2 separate regions of the Zea mays genome follow, and region 1 is linked to region 2. Evidence: chromatin contacts called from public Hi-C data. All regions are on one chromosome and are shown on one strand. Each heading gives the region's core, a stretch centred on a gene start, on an enhancer-like site or on the middle of the called end of the contact. The rest is flanking DNA. Distances are from core to core; before and after follow the strand shown.

Region 1 (4,712 bases), core at 1,504-4,003, 180 kb after region 2:
AGAAAAACATTTTCACTGCTGCCACAATTAATCAGGTGGTTTTCACTTAATTCGGTGGCAGTGACTTGAGCTCCAATACAGGTAGGAGAAAATTGTTCTAACAAAACAATAGAGATACAAATCAACATAGACTCTATGTAACTTGAATAAAAAGGTAAGACGATCTGATATTCTTTGAATGAAATGCTGCTGACACACACAAATATCCAAAAACAAGTTAGATGCAAACAAACTAATAACTTTACAACCATAGGTCCAATGAAATTTTAGTGAATATCAATATTATGAGGCATTTGAAAAGAAATACAAGGAACAAGTGCGAAAGAAAGGGATTCTGAGGCACAGAAAAAATGAATTAAGAATGAAATCGCTAGCTCATTAATTGTTCACAAAAGGTTATAACAGTAGTCCACACACTAAAATCGTAATGACACTGAACAATGAGGCACGCGAAAAATATCTTCTATGCAGTAAAATAAGTGAGGACCAATAAATCATGCAAGTAACATGTTAACAGTTAATAATACTGATACCCGACAACAAATACATCATGGCATTAGTTAATATAATAATGTCTGAAAGTAGACAATGCATACACTTCCTTAAGAGCCAAGTTAAAAATCTAGAGGGCTAAAGCCTAAAGGGGGCACAAACAGTAGCTTGCTCCTCAATTCTCACAATCGCAGCAGTATAATAATCTGAACTTACATTACCTACCAATGCAGCGACTTCACAATTGATTAATAATAACGGACAGACAAGTCTCTAAGTCATAACAATTAGGAAAACAGTAAATTGTGACAGACGATGTCAACGCCCCAAATGACGGGATCTGTTCAAGTACATGAAAGAAGATGACATATAAATAAAAAACATGTGACGAGACATGCTGTTTTGCAAATAAATAGACGCCCATGTGACTAAGACAACATGTGGTGGAGGGCCACGACAAACTAGCAGACCCAAGAAAACAAGTCTTAAACGACACGCTCAAAGAAATCCTACCCACCTATACAAATATGTTGGACTTTTAAAGAAAAAGATGTTTTACCAAGAAACCAACAAATTCATCATGGCAGACTAGAGAACGAATCCAATGTATGTACAGGTCCACAGACAAGGAACGAATTCTCAGTATCAAGGGAACAGGTTTCCATGAAGCAAGGAGAGAGTTTCGAGACGACGGATACACATGGATCTCGGCTTCTGGAGTATGAAATTACTACTGACATATTAGTAATAACATACTAGTACTAGCTAAGTTCAGATCTACAGTTAGGACGGTGGCGTTTGGCAGAGCTGTCATTGCTCCACTCACAGCGATAATCACTCACACGTAGTTAAACGGTAAAAAAGTGAACTGCTCCATGGTCTGAGCGGGGTGAATTAGTCTTCATTTGTACTAGAGAGTGAGAGCAAAAAAAACCTGCTTCCCGGCACTCCTCCTAATCTGTCCCTCACTCTCCAACCCCTCAAGAATCACTTCACACAATATTTGTCAAACAGTTTTCGTCACATAGATTCATTTCTACTAGAGAATCATTCATAATCATTCCATTGAAAAATTAACTCTCAGCTTTAGAGAATCATGGAGCGGAGCTCTGCCAATAGCCAATAGAGCCGAAGCTACAAATACGAGCCCGAAGCTACAAATACAACATACTCCAACTGCTGTACTACATCGTTATCACAAAAGTATCGCCCCAACTCCAAGGAAAACGAGAAAGTAGCCACGCTTTGCCTTTGAGCTAATGCGACCCAAGAGCCACGCAGGCTTTTATTCCAGGCGCCCACACGAGTACCACCATCTCACTATGCCCATGTGACTTTTGCGCCCCTCCCTCTTCAACCGGCGAACAGGAGGGAAATGCAACCTTTTGCGGCGTTTCCCTTTTCAAAAGTATCGCAAAAATGCAGTACGGGAAAACAACAAAAAAGCGCAAGATGCCACACTCAATCTATGCAAATCGATTTATGTAACATCCTCTGAACTTAACCCCACTTTCGATTTTGTGACATCCCAAAACGCAGGACGCAAATGAGGCAAACAACAGCAGCGAGCGATTACCTGCTGCAATCACCTTGTCCTCAACAGAACTGTCAACTTCTCCCGCAGATCCGCGCAGCGCCGCGCCTCCTCCATTGGCCTCGCCCGTGCCAATCTCCTCTCGCTGCCGTCCTCCTTCCTCACCTGCAAGGGAACGAACACGCAGGGCCATCCCATCAGAAGCAATGAACGGACAGATAAAATCAAGCGAGAATCACCAGCTAAAGCAGCGGACGTACCGAGCACCGTCCGCCCGGCCGCATTGCGGTTGCCGGCGACGTCCTCCCGCTCACCCACGCAAACCCCGACCCCCACAACGGCTTCGTCAACCTCCGCCACCACTGCCTCCTCCGCAGCCTCCGGCAGCGCCTTGCCGCAGTGCTTGCGGTGGGAACGGCGGAGCTTGGCGCTGGGGTTCGGGTTTGGGTACTGGTACCCGCAGACGTGGCAGAGGTGGCCCCCGCTGAGCGCCGCCGCCTCCTTCCAGCCGTGCCGCTTCTCGTTGGTCTCCATGGCCCGGGCTCCGTTCCGACAATGGATGAGGCCAGCCGCGGCGGCGATGATGTAACGGCGATCGGCGATGAAGGCTACCGCTGCTCCGTTTTGAATGGGGGGGCTTGGGTTTGGGTTTGGGTTTGGGAAATGTGAGTTGCGGGCGGCGTGGGGGAGGGAAGGGCAGGGCTTTGTCGGCTTTAACAAGCCACCTGCGCGTGACTATGACGGGTGGAGCCGTGGTAGGTAGGTCCCAGACGTCGGTGAGTGTGGGACGCCCAAGTGGATCCATCAATGCGGGCCATGTGCGCGCCGGGGCGGAGAGGGAAATAGGAAATTCCCTTGGCCCATTGGTTTTTTCTGGGCACTGGATCTGGTGGTGGTCTGTGGAGGGACTTGGAGGGAAGGGACAGGTGTGGTCCCACCTGGAAGTGAGGTCGTGCAGGTCCAGTACCAAACTTCGCTGGATCTGGCCGTGGGTGCGTGATGGACGGCTGAGGTTGCGGGTGAGGACAGGAGGAACCGAGCCCGTCACGCCCGTGGAGACGAACAACTTGAAAGCGACAAGTCTTGGCCTCTTGGGGCCTGCTTTGTGCCTTTTTGGGCACTGGGCGTGGGCGTGGGCGTGGGCGTGGGTTATGGCACTATTTGTCTCCGTTTGTTTAGCTTTTAAACATCTAGTTTTTTACTTTAGTAAAAAACGGTTAAAATTAATGTAAACATAGAATCGGACAAGTCAATGTGATAGTATAAAACCATCACTTTTTCATCCTAAATTCTGTAAACTATTTTATCTTTATCTATATGTATTCTCCACGAAATTCAGGTTCTCTCCACAGCTATATAAAAACTGAATCAAATAGGCCCTCTGTCCTTATGCTTCGTCGTGTTTCTTAGACTGTCTTCAACGCATGCCCCCACGCGCCCCCTCCCCTATTACTGTTGCTGGGATAGGGGCTACAGTACCCCTCTATCCCCTTCATCGCGTTCCTCCTCCTCTTCCCTCCCGATTTCTTCTCTCTCCCGCTAAATGGATGGCGACGCTACGGCGGAGAAGTTTCTCGCAGCCGCTTCCTTCCCAGACAAGAGCGCGCGCTCGGAATACTCCGAGGACGACGCCCGAGGCGATCCGCGGGCGACCGAACCGCCGCCGGAGAAGGTACGCGTCGATCCGCCGTCGCCCGCGAAGCGTTTGTCTTCCTCCGGCCGACGAGCAGCAGTGGGGCTCGTCCACGCGACTCCGCCGTCAACCTTCGCGGACCGGCGACCCGGCCGATCCGTGCGAAGACGCCGGCGTCGTTCGTCGCTGTCCGCCGGAACGTTTGGGTTGGGGTCGAGGTCGAAGGGAGGTCATCCATTCGCCGACAGATCTACGCTCAGTCGATCTGCGTCTTTCGAGGTACAAGGTCCAAGGTACGCTTCGTCGCATCGCCTTCGTGTACACCTCGGATTGATCCGGGTTCCTTCCAAACCGTACCTAGGGTTACCACTAGGGTTTACTTGTACTTTACCTTGTTTCTGCGCTACGATTTATGTGTTCATCGCCTACTTTGACTGGTTAGGGTTGCGGTTATGTCCGACATCTGATGCGACAATTGTTTATGTACAAGAACCAAGTTTGATATTGTGGTACACATAGATCTGAACTTGTCCTCAATCACGTATTGCTAACTGATATGTGCTTATGAATTAAAAAATTGATGCTTCCTTACTATGGTACAAAGGAAACAACATTGAGACTTGAGTGTCATTTGCATATTCCTCATCCTCGTTTACTCATGTTTGTGACTCCACCATTTTCTCTTTTGCGAATTGATTTGCAGTCATGTGGATTGAATGTTTTTTGTTCAATGTTGCTGGTAGAGATATCCATGTTAATGTTCCTAGTATAAGAACTAAGTACCAGTGCCGTTCAATTCCCCAACACAACCCCTTGTTCCTTCCATATTGATTACTTCAAATTGGTGTTAGTTCCTCTGTCTAAGAATTGGACATCTCACCCTTCAATTTTGAGTAGTCTTTCCTTACATGACCAACTGTTGCATGCAACTAACGAAACCTTTACTTATTATGCAGCTTGATAAAATAATTTGATTATTTGACGTCCTCTTCAACTAATTGAGGTTCTAACTCCTTTTTCGCTATAGTACATTGTTTTTTATGAATTGCATAA
Region 2 (5,359 bases), core at 558-3,057:
CACCAATACCCGGTAAATACCCGTATTTCTCGGGTCGGATACGGGTATCTCACGGTCGGGTACCCGGTGGCTACAGGATGCCGTTCATTTAATGTCTGCTCGTCTGGGCGTCTTCCGCGGCGTTCCGCCACGCACGTCTGCATGCGTCCTGCTGGCCCAACAGCCAAATTGGCAAGCGCCAAACTGCCCTGGTCCATTACTTGTGAATTTAAAAGGTGTTCTGCTCGTGTTCTACTCTTTACTTGTGAATTTAAAAGGTGTTGCATTCATCTGGTCACCCTTCATCTTGCCCTCTCAAAGCACTTTTGACCATATGTGGGAAGCGTATTATTTAATTTTTAGTAGCATAACATTAATTTAGTACGTTCTGGTTTTTTCTAGGGGAAATTGCTCTCTTTATTTGTGATTTAATCTTCGCTTAGTGATGGACATTAGAAATGTGAATCTATGAATGCAAGGTACATATGATTATTGAAGTCTTATGATTCTGAAGATAACATTATTTGGTAATCGACTTGTGTGTTATGCTTCGTTGAATCGTTGTGCACTAAAAATTTAACAAACAATTTGTATGTCGTTGCAAAGCACAGATATTACACTAGTTATGCTTATAAGAGGAGATACACTATCGTTTTTTAATTGTGTTGGTTCTTTGATGACCTTGTGATTATTATCGGTTTACTTTTCTATATTTGATCTATCATATATATGATTATTTATTGCTTAATTTATGTGTTTGTTGGATGGTTGGGCAATTAATGCCATCGGAACGAACTACCCGACAACTATCCGGTACCTACCTGATTAGTATCCGTTATCCGTTTCTTATCCGCCCGTATTATTACCCGGTCCCGTCCTGTATCCGTCCCGAATCTTAACTACCCGTATCCGGTCCCGTATCCGAGATAAATACATTAGGGTAGGATACGGGATGACCCTGTATCCGGCTGTATCCGTCCCGTTTTCATCCCTTGCATTATGGCGGGAGAACGTTAAGAAGCATTTTGGTCTTCTTATGAGTCATTTAATGTGTTCAAAATATTTTTAGTCCCTAAAACCAAACTTTAATCCTCCAATTAAAATTTAGTCCATGCACTAAACAAACCAAACAGTACCTAAATCTGAACCGTTTTGGTTGATACGAGACGAAGCATTGATGTTGCTTAAACTTGTGTTGTTGCCGCCTTGCCGGTTCCGTCCCGTGCGGGAGCTGGTAAACAGGTGTGTGCACCGCACGTGATCGATCGATGCCCCGGTGTCACATCAGAGTTCAGATCCTCCTATGATTGTGGCGTAGTTATCGAGTTCATCGCTCCCTGGAGTACGCTTGAACTGACCTGGGTTAAATTTTAAACTAGCTGCACCCACACTACGCAATTTGATTCAAAAACCGCTCCCTATGCTTTGAAGATCTGCGCCCGCGCGTCATTCGATGGAAAGCCACCTGCTCATGATCCAATTGGCTCTCTGCAACACCGGCACCGCCGCCGCCGCTTCTGTGAGAGGCAGTGGGGTTGGGGGGTGTGCCGAGCCCGAAATGACGAATGCGCAGTCCCAAGCCACGCGGCCCACTACAGTACCGGGTTCGCGTCCGGCCCGTTTGAACCATGTAGAAATAGAAGAAAAAAAGGTTTTATTGAACTGGACAGATACGCTGCGGCCCATTTAAGGTCACTCGCGTGGCGCGGCATCACCTCGCTTCGATGGGCTACGGCCCACTAGGCCTCCCGAGCCCACCAACCCTAGGGTTCTCTCCGGCGCCATAAGACCATCTCCTGTCCTCTCCCACTCCGCCGCCGCTGCTTACCGCCTATCTCGCCAGCACCGCCGCATCACCGAAGGTTCGCAAAGGTACAGCCACAGGCGGCGCGACCCCGACCACGATGTTCTCGAATTCCTTGCTCTCGTGCTACCGGATTTGTGGTTTGGTCCGTCCACCTGGTGTTTAATTGCTTTGCGTGACCTTTGCTAGTGCAGATGGCGGTGCCGCTGCTGACGCAGAAGATCGTGAAGAAGAGGGTCAAGCAGTTCAAGAGGCCCCATCTTGATCGCTACAAGTGCCTTAAGGTAGGAAAAACACCACCCGTTGCCTTGACCCTTGTTGTGCTTGTGCGTGCCAAGCGAGCATTTGGTAAGGCCTTCGTTGGTTCCTTGTTGGTCGACTGGCACTCCATTAGGTTCACCGAAAGAATGGCCACATGTGCACCAATTTGAATACCTTTTGCACGATTTCAGTTTGGACTAGCAGCTCGTTGGCCTGTGTCCGATTTAGATAGAAATCTTTGCTCCAGCGGCCTGAAATGCAAGCTTTGCTTGACAAGTACTGGATTAGCTCATTAGCATAATGCCTGCTTAGAGATCAAATCCCTTCTGTTTGTGGAAATTGATTAGTTTATGCTGATGTAATGCCACTGATTCTGTAAGTTTAGAAAATGCATATTACTTCTGAGTTCTGACCATGTTTGCAGCTCGAAATGTCCCTTGCACAATACTGTACCAGTTTAGCAAAATGCTCGTTGCTTCTAGCCATGCTGGTAACTGTATGGATCCAGAATTTGCCATACCATACCTAAACCTGCCAGAATTTTCCTTCCATTTTATTTCCTGTGGAGAGCCATGAATTGAGTCTCAGATATTACTTCTATCACTAGGTGTAAGTAGATATCCTATAAAAAGATGGGCACATCTTTCCAATGCATTGGCACTGTATATTTGAGTCATCTGCACTAGCATTTCTGTCTGTTGAAACTAATCTTGCTGACAATGTTTTCTGTAGCCAAGCTGGCGCAGGCCCAAGGGTATCGACTCCCGCGTCAGGCGTAAGTTCAAGGGATGCACCTTGATGCCCAACATTGGATATGGCTCCGACAAGAAGACCAGGCACTACCTTCCCAACAAGTTCAAAAAGTTTGTTGTTCACAATGTCTCCGAGCTGGAGCTGCTGCTGATGCACAACAGGTGATTTTTTCCCTTCTGTTTCACCTTTTGATGTTGCGACTCTTGCAGCAAACTTATTAGCTACAATGCTTGGATACAATGTAGCTTACACCTGAACTGAACAATACTAACTCCTAGTGATACGAGTAATTTAGCAGAAATTGCATGGTGCCCTCAGTCGTAGCAGCGAACCATTGGGATTGCCATTTCTGTTAGCCTAAAATATGCCTTCCTACTTTGTGATCTGTTACTCTTTGAGCTGTTAACATGCTTATGTATTTTGACGTTCCAAAAGCCTCTCTTCTTACACCCAATTTTCTGCAAAGCAGGACTTACTGCGCTGAGATCGCCCACAACGTGTCCACCCGCAAGCGCAAGGAGATTGTGGAGCGTGCTGCGCAACTGGACATCGTGGTCACCAACAAGCTCGCCAGGCTCCGCAGCCAAGAGGACGAGTGAAATGTTGAGTAGTTTTGATTGTGCTCTGCTGGTGTTGAAGATGTTACTGAGATTGATGTTCTTCTGTACCATTTCTATGCTTATGATAGACTTTTCATATCGACAAAATTATGCTATGAGTGAAAAGAGTTATGGGGAGTGCCATCTAGTTTTGACCGGACTCCATGCAGTGTGGAGCCTTGCAAGTAATGATAATGAACCTTTGAGTCTCAATCTGCATGCATTTTCTGAGGTTCAGAGCTCGTCCTAGTAATGAATACAAGGTTGGAGACTGAACCCAACATTTTTTGCACCGTGACGGGCCTAACGACGCGAGCCCATTTAAGGCCCAGAGACGGGATGGCTAGGCTCGTTTCCATGTACCCATACCACGCGCGGGGTCGCCTTTGCAATTTCGCCACGGTGTGTCGGCCGCTGTATCCTACGCCTGGTCGCCGGCCGGCCGCCTGCGGCCCGCACATCGCTCGACGACGAGCGTGGCCACGTAGTCTCCCCAGACCACATTCGACGACAGCCACAGGACGCGGCGGGACCATGCAAGGAGGAGAGCCCGGGACCATGCAGGGATAATTTCTAACTGGAGAAGCCCCCTAGTAGATGGCGGCGGTCAATCCTATTCCTCGTGTCCTGAATCACCTCCGTTGCGGGCGCCGAGGAGACCTCAGGCCTCCGCGCAGAAGTTGCTGTCAAGGAGACCCCGCGATCGGCTGGACGGAGAAGCAATCCGCAATCCGGCCAAGCCCGTCTCCAGCAATCATTCCATTCGTCATCATTGCACGTTATCCTCTGCTGCCTCTCGCTCTCGGCGGTGGAGCGCGAGCGGTAGGAGGTAGCTGCTCTATTCTCCGTGCCGTGCGCAGCGCGCGCGCGCGCGCACACACACAATCGGATCAGAGCAGAGCGCCCATTCAATCCGTTCTCTCCGATCCGCCCGCCGGGCAGGACCATACGACGGAACAAAACTACGCTGTGATCTCCATCACGCATTCATTCGTGTCCCGGGGCGGGGGCGGGGCATCATGAGCGCAGCGGGTGGAGCCGGTGATCGGTCGGATCGGGACGAGGGCCACCGCCGCCACCCGTTTGCCCGCTTCGCGCATGGCCGCAGATCGCGCACTGCACAAGCGTGCAGTGATCCTGATCCGTCGTCGCTGATGATCTCAGGCCAGGTAGGCAGCCTGCCCTGCGTGCTACAGTCCTCCGATCCCTCCCCTGACTCCTTAGGCCTTGTTCGTTTGTGTCGGATTGCATCCGGAATCGTTTCAACAAATCAAAATTTATATAAATTAGAGAAGCAATCCGGCTAGGAATCGTTCCGACCCACAAATCCGGTACAAACGAACAAGACCTTACCCATCCGATCGCCCTCGGTCGCTGTCGCTCCAACCCATCCGCAGCCGCGCAAAGAGAGGGATCCAACGACGCCGACGCCGACGCGCTCCATCATCCACCGGAGCGGCGAGACGAGAGGGCGACGGCGCTGGGAAACCCGACCCTGACTCGGGTTGCACTCGCACCGTACGCCCGCCCACCCGTCCGCCGCCGTGACCTGTGGACGCGCCTCCGAGAGGAGCAGCAAGGCGGGAAAGCCTTGGCATCATGACCGGACCGGTGAATTTGACAGCCGACGGCGACGCCCATGGCGGACTGCCTTTCGCCGCGATTGTGGGCGAGGAGGCCGAACACCATTTCCGGCGGATTGACGGGGGACCATACCAACAGTTTTGCTAGCTAGCAAGCCCTACCACAGCTGGACAGGTCGACGTCAACAAATAGACAGGCCGACGAAGACAGATGTTTAGTTAGTTTGTGAACTCCATTTTATTAAGAAAATAAACTAATTTTTCTTGAAAAAATAGAAACACTTTCAGAAAATGGGGTTCCCAAATTAGCCATTTGGAACTCTATTTTGCTAAAAGATTCTTATTTTTGTAAAAAAAATAAACTAATATTTCTTAGGAAA

The links. A called contact is a pair of places that touch in the nucleus more often than the background predicts.
Region 1: a Hi-C map of leaf shows a contact between it and region 2, with 6 times the contacts expected there. The contact joins the promoter of LOC103632986 here to the promoter of LOC100193699 in region 2. A contact is called at or near these places in 3 of 25 Hi-C or Micro-C datasets (bundle sheath, ear and leaf).

What each region holds. Positions count from the first base shown.
Region 1 is chr7:141,952,669-141,957,380 of Zm-B73-REFERENCE-NAM-5.0, forward strand. LOC103632986 reads right to left here and starts at 2,754. Exons shown (of 4, transcript XM_008654688.3): 1 at 2,287-2,754; 2 at 2,069-2,191; 3 at 1-97. The coding sequence starts at 2,560.
Region 2 is chr7:141,772,069-141,777,427 of Zm-B73-REFERENCE-NAM-5.0, forward strand. It overlaps LOC100193699 (60S ribosomal protein L32-like), which reads left to right and starts at 1,808. Exons shown (of 4, transcript NM_001138791.1): 1 at 1,808-1,851; 2 at 1,978-2,067; 3 at 2,777-2,958; 4 at 3,267-3,607. The coding sequence starts at 1,978. The coding sequence ends at 3,396.